Linked DNA regions of Mus musculus: region 2 is linked to region 1. A link is a contact called in public HiChIP or PLAC-seq data. All regions are on one chromosome and are shown on one strand. Each heading gives the region's core, a stretch centred on a gene start, on an enhancer-like site or on the middle of the called end of the contact. The rest is flanking DNA. Distances are from core to core; before and after follow the strand shown. Region 1 overlaps Pald1 (phosphatase domain containing, paladin 1). Region 2 holds the start of Nodal (nodal).

The links. HiChIP or PLAC-seq counts read pairs in DNA pulled down with a chosen protein or histone mark.
Region 2: a contact with region 1 is called in an H3K27ac HiChIP or PLAC-seq map of embryonic stem cells, with 13 read pairs. The contact joins the promoter of Nodal here to the enhancer-like site in region 1. A contact is called at or near these places in 9 of 39 promoter capture datasets (the 3T3-L1 cell line, the C10 cell line, cranial neural crest and 4 more), 5 of 15 datasets of contacts at CTCF or cohesin (embryonic stem cells and pro-B cells), 123 of 484 Hi-C or Micro-C datasets (the 3T3-L1 cell line, 8-cell embryo, the AML12 cell line and 70 more), 22 of 115 datasets of contacts at active chromatin or transcription factors (the HPC-7 cell line, astrocytes, bone marrow-derived dendritic cells and 8 more) and 4 of 9 other capture datasets (adipose tissue, embryonic stem cells, liver and 1 more).

The regions. Positions count from the first base shown.
Region 1 is chr10:61,350,357-61,353,105 of GRCm38.p6, reverse strand. Pald1 (phosphatase domain containing, paladin 1) reads left to right here. Exons shown (of 20, transcript NM_013753.2): 3 at 71-173; 4 at 2,031-2,210. Among named protein-coding and RNA genes, the nearest start is that of Pald1, 32 kb to the left of the region's middle. Within about 2 kb of position 1,320, at least 7 of the 459 cell types and tissues checked have an H3K27ac peak or open chromatin away from gene starts, as enhancers often do. A contact at or near this core is called in differentiating embryonic stem cells, embryonic stem cells, extraembryonic ectoderm and 1 more, where this site is marked.
Region 2 is chr10:61,416,529-61,419,427 of GRCm38.p6, reverse strand. Nodal (nodal) reads right to left here and starts at 1,456. Exons shown (of 3, transcript NM_013611.5): 1 at 933-1,456. The coding sequence starts at 1,128.

The DNA of each region.
Region 1 (2,749 bases), core at 71-2,570:
TTTGCTGTGTGTTCTGGTGACGGTGTAAGGGACCAACAGAGGTTGTCTGACTCCAGTTTTCACTCTGCAGGTACAACTGCAAGGAGGAGTTCCAGATCCACGATGAGCTGCTCAAGGCCCATTACAGGATGGGCCGGCTCTCGGATGCCACCCCCGAGCACTACCTGGTGCAGGTGAGAGCAGCCCCACTCCCACCCCACCCCACACTTCTCTGCCTCTCCTCCACTTCCATCTTTTCCCACTCTATCTTTGTCTCTCCATCCTTCTTTGGACTGCAGGGTATTTTTCATATGCTAGGCAAGCATTCTACACTGAGCCATGTCCCCAGCTCCTCAGTTCTTCTTAACCACCCTTGGATTCCAGAGTGTGTGAGGTGGGAAAGGACCGTACAGGCCATCCAGTTGAGGCACCAGCTTATTACACACTGCAGGTCAGATCTGGCCCACCACCTGTTGATATAAATAAAGTTTTATTGGTTCACTGTTAGGTGCTTCCACTTGGACATCACCTGCTGATACCTAGTGCTTCGATGGCAGAACCGCCAGGCTATAACAGAGCCTGCATGACCTGTCCAACAAAGCAGGATGTGTTTGCTTTCAATTCTTTGCAGGAAAGGTTTGCAGATAGATATGAAAATTGAGTTAGATAGAAAAATGGGTTTCAGGGATGCAGAGGCTGGGCCACCATGATTTATGTGTCAGCAGAGCCAGGCCCCATATATCCCATGCTCCCCAATCCCTTAGGGGTCCTGACCCTAGATTCTAGCTCCTGCTCTCCATCCCTGCCCTCTCTAGTATTCTCCGTCTCTTTAAGAGCACTGGTTCTCAACCTTCCCAATGCTGCAAATTCTTTACGACAGTTCCTCATGTCATGGTGACCGACCCCCGCCATCATAAAATTATTTTTGTTGCTACTTTATAACAGTAATTTTGCTGTGGTTATGAACCGTAATATAAATCTATTCAGAGATAGAGATTTGACAAAGGGGTTGTGACCCACAGGTTGAGAATCGATGTTTTAGACTCTAAAAGTGGCCAGCGTCTCCTAGGGGGTGGGTAAAAAGTTCACAGACCTGCTGTTGCTTGCTCCTGTTGTCCCATGAATGGTGGTGAGGGCCATGCAGCAATGGCAAGGCTTTGGATGACTGACTGACTATGTGACAGTCATTGTGGGGATTCCTGGCTTCTCTGGGAGTACAGGTCTCACTCCTTGTCTGTCAGACAAGGGTCACAGGGATTGATTCCCCGGGATTCTGGTTTGCCCAGGAGTGAACTCTTGACCAGCCAGTATTCTGATCTCCACTCCACCTCCTGTGGTAACTGTGTGTCATTTCACCCAAGTCTGGAGTCCTTGGGACTAGTGGGTATAAAAGGAGAGTCCTTGGGACTAGAGAGCTCGGATAAAAGACACACAATCCAGGTATTTTATTTACCAACGGTAAGGCTAGATTGGGCAGGTTTGGAGCTGTTCTAACTTATATCCCAGCCATATGTCCCTGTTGCCATTTCTCCTGACCACGTGCTGTTGCCTCTCTTGGTGGCTTCTTCCTCTCTCCTCCCTGTCCTTTCTTCTCCTCCTTCTCTACCTGTGATTCTCAGCCAAGTAACTGAAAACCCGCCTGCCTCTCTCTATTGCCCAATCACAGGCTTTTATTGACCAATTAACAATGAGCAAGATTTACATAACAGAGGCTGGGTGAGCAGCGCCAGACCAACCCCCTACAGGTGGGGCTAAGGAGCTTGCCTAATTATCTTCTATCTCAATCTAGACATGACCTTCTCTCAAAGAGCCTGGCTTTGGTTTCACTTCCAATATCTGCTCTCTTCAAGGCCTGGCTGGCCCCATCTTTCTCTGGTTCTCCTGAACCGAACAGTGTTGCCCATCACAGTTCCATGAATCTACAAGCAAGTTGAGGGCGGAACCGTGTCTCCAGCCCTGCCTCCGTTCCTGCCTCCCTGTTCCCTAGAGCCCAGGGTGTAGTTCTGTCTGAGGAGAAACCCTGATTGACCTGCTGTGGCTCTCTCTCCCAGGGTCGCTATTTCTTGGTGCGTGACATCACCGAGAAGATGGACATACTGGGCACCTTGAAGAGCTGTGGGGCTCCCAACTTCCGGCAGGTGCGGGGAGGCCTCCCTGTGTTTGGCATGGGACAGCCCAGCCTCTTGGGGTTCAGGAGGGTCCTGCAGAAACTCCAGACGGACGGACTCAAGGTGAGCTTCCCAAGGAGGCTGGCCTTTCATGGCAAGAGGTGACTCCGAGGCTCTGGGGCGGTTCACTTTGGGCTGGGGAGGGGAAGTGTGGCTTGGATGAGGCCTGGAACTTCAGAACAGAAACTGGAGAGTGCATATTGCATTGTCTTGTTGAGAGCTGCCTAAGGTCTGAAGCCTCTGCTAAACTCTGTTCTTGAGAGCCTCAGAGGGACTGAGAGGTGACTAGGGCGCTACTTCCCAACTCCAGAGACTGCCACATGATGGGCTAGCTCAGTCTTTTTTTTTAGCTGGTCTTTGTATCAGGCAACTGATTTAGCCAGGACTCTGTGCTGGGTATTGTGGGCCTAGACCAGAACGATTCTGCCTGGGTGATGCGTAGTCCACCAGAGAGAAAAGACAGACATACTGACATGCTAATACTTGTTAATACGCATGTTAGTATAGTACTTGTGAAAATAGTTGCCCTGAGAGGAGAATGGAAAGATGCATCCTCACCCTGGATGAGGGAGGAACTATCTGGGCAAAGGTGTAGAGGTTGG
Region 2 (2,899 bases), core at 207-2,706, 66 kb before region 1:
AGATGACCCTTCAAGAGAGGGTCACCGGCAGTCACAGCCCAGACGCTGCAGGCAGGGGACTAGGGACTCCGCCTCCAGGTCGTGAGGGCCGGCGGGCGGCGGGTCAGACCGGATTAGAAGATGTGGATTGCGTCCGGGTCCCGCGGAGGGCCGTCTGGCCCCAGAGGACAGAGGAGCGGGCTGGCCAAGCTGCCCAAGAGGCGAGATGTTGATTGCGCCCAGGAAGGTAGTCCTGAGTCCGAACTCCCTCTCCTGGGCACCCACCTGTCGGCCTACTCTGGTGAGCATCACTCAGGTCGCTGGGTCAAACACACACACACACACACACACACACACACACACACACACACACACACACACACACACACACACGAACACCTCGATCCAAGTAGGTTCCGAGCCTGTTGGTCACCAAGGACACCTGACACCGCCCAACCACGAGAGTTGCCTGAGTTCTGGACTTTCTACACCCGATCTCTAATTTCGGATCTTTGAGCCCTAGTTCCTGGTGTCACTTGCTGCAACCGGGATAAAACCAGTAACGACTTGTTTTATTTTACGCCCGGTTCTGGGCAGAGCGTTTCTGGGGGAGATGGGGCGTTGTCACCTAGTCCCTTCTATAAGTCTATCAAAAAGGTCTTACGATTTCTAAACTACAGATGGGCAAACTGAGACTCGCAGGTGCTCAGTGGCGCAATCCGGCCCACGCCCTACCCTTTTTACCCTCTACCATTAGAGGTAGGACCGACCGGAAAGGCGGTGGCCCCTGGTTCCATTCCGATCGCGCCACTAGCGCTGTGCTGAGCCTGCCCACGGAGAAACAATTAATCCCAGTCTCTGGACGATTCTTGATGCTCAGTCCCCGCTGCAACCATCGCGCGCCTCCCGGCCGTGAGCCCTTAAGTGCTGGCGAGGCCAGGCTTGCAGCCTACCTTGCGCCTGGAGGCTGCGGATGATGTCCGCCCGAGGCAGCGGGTCTCGGTAGAGGCTCAACATGTACGCCAGAGGGGACGGTGACGAGGGCTGCCCCCGTGTCCACAGAGGCAAAGCGGCCGCGGTCGGGGCGCGCGGGTGGAGTAGAGCCCAACAGGCTTGAAGAAGAAGGATGCGGAGGCTGTGGGCACTCATGGTGGGCTGTTTGGACCCGCAAACAACACCAGGGTCCCTTATATCTGAGCCGCCGCCGCCCCGCCCCTTTCCCTCCCTCCCTCCGGAGAGGCCTATAACCTATAGGTTAAGAACTTATAACCACCCTGGAGGGGCAGGGCAGGGGAGCCCCTGCTGAGGGGAGGTGTGATGTGCTGAGAAAGACTACAGAGAAATTGTGGCGGGGGGGGGGGGGGGGAGTTAGGGGTGCATACAGACTCTGAGTCTAAACCGCCCCGCACCTTGCCCCTCTACCTCGGGAAGTCTCCCTGCTGAGACAGCGGGCTAAGGCTTGCTCCGAGTGAAGCTTGATGAGCTAGAGGTGTGTTGGAGCCCTGGCTGGCTTCAACCCCAGAACCACAATAATGGCTTCCTTACTCTGCCTCTTCTGGACCCCTCGCGGTCCTCTCCAGTTCATCCAAAAACAGGTAGGGAGTGCTGGGCTAGGGGCCAGTCCTCTCTTCTGGGTAGCACCAGGCTAGCCTGAGCTACATCCTTCATTGGCAAGGCCCCTAGGTAACTAGGGGTTATTGAGAATTTGAAAGAACAAAGATTAGCCGGGTATGGTGGCGCACACCTTTAATCCCAGCACTCGGGAGGCAGAGACAGGTGAATTTCTTTTTTTTTAAGATTTATTTATTTATTATATGTAAGTACACTGTAGCTGTCTTCAGACACTCCAGAAGAGGGCGCCAGATCTCGTTACGGATGGTTGTGAGCCACCATGTGGTTGCTGGGATTTGAACTCCAGACCTTCGGAAGAGCAGTCGGGTGCTCTTACCCACTGAGCCATCTCACCAGCCCAACAGGTGAATTTCTGAGTTCGAGGTCAGCCTGGTCTACAGAGTGAATTCCAGGACAGCCAGGGCTACACAGAGAAACCCTGTCTCGAAAAACAAAACAAAACAAAACAAAACAAAAGATGAGCTCTAGGGACCTTGTTCTTGGTGACAAATGCCAGCTTCAAATACCAAAGTGCCCTCCTGGGGAGCAAGGGGAATAATTACTGGAAGCTGAAGGCCCAGCTATAGGGAATCTTGATTCTTGGTGGTTTGAGGGTGACAGGTCCTTACCTGCTTGCTATGGGAGTTTTTGAAGGTGGAAAAGAAAAGCTGGAGGTTTGCTGGCTGCATCTCCTGCCTGCGGGGCAGAGCCCTGGGACATCTCAGTCACTCTCCAGACCTGCTGACTTTGTCTGCCCAAGACAGAATTAAATGTCTTTGGTTTTTCTCAAAGTAACTGTCCTCAGTCATATTTCTTGTTTATGAGGAAATTCAATGTAACAAATATGCCATACGCGTAAGGCTTAGGGTAAGGGGTGGTAGGGCAAGGGGTGGTCATTCTTTCACGCTGCATAAATGATTGAGTTCTTAGGAAGGGAGCCATTGAGAAGAGAATTTGCAGGATGGAAAGATCCTAGCCTTTGTGTTTTCAAAAGGGAAGGCGGGATAGAAATTACCTTTAAAGAAATGTAAATTCCTGTCCCAAAGTCCGCCCCCATGTTTTCCTCCTCCATGACTAGTTTTCTCTTAGTTACTCCCCACCCCCACCCTGCCCCCTTCAAGCCTCCAACTAGCACATTAGCAGCTGCCTAACATTTACTGAACACCTACTATGTGCTGGGTACTTTACCCACTTGGGCGCTCTCACAAGTTGCGGGATGAGCAGGTGCTGGAAGCAGAGGGAGACACACAGGGCCCGCAGACCTGCGTGATCCTGTAGGAACTGCTCTAAACAGCTGAAAGGAGCCTGA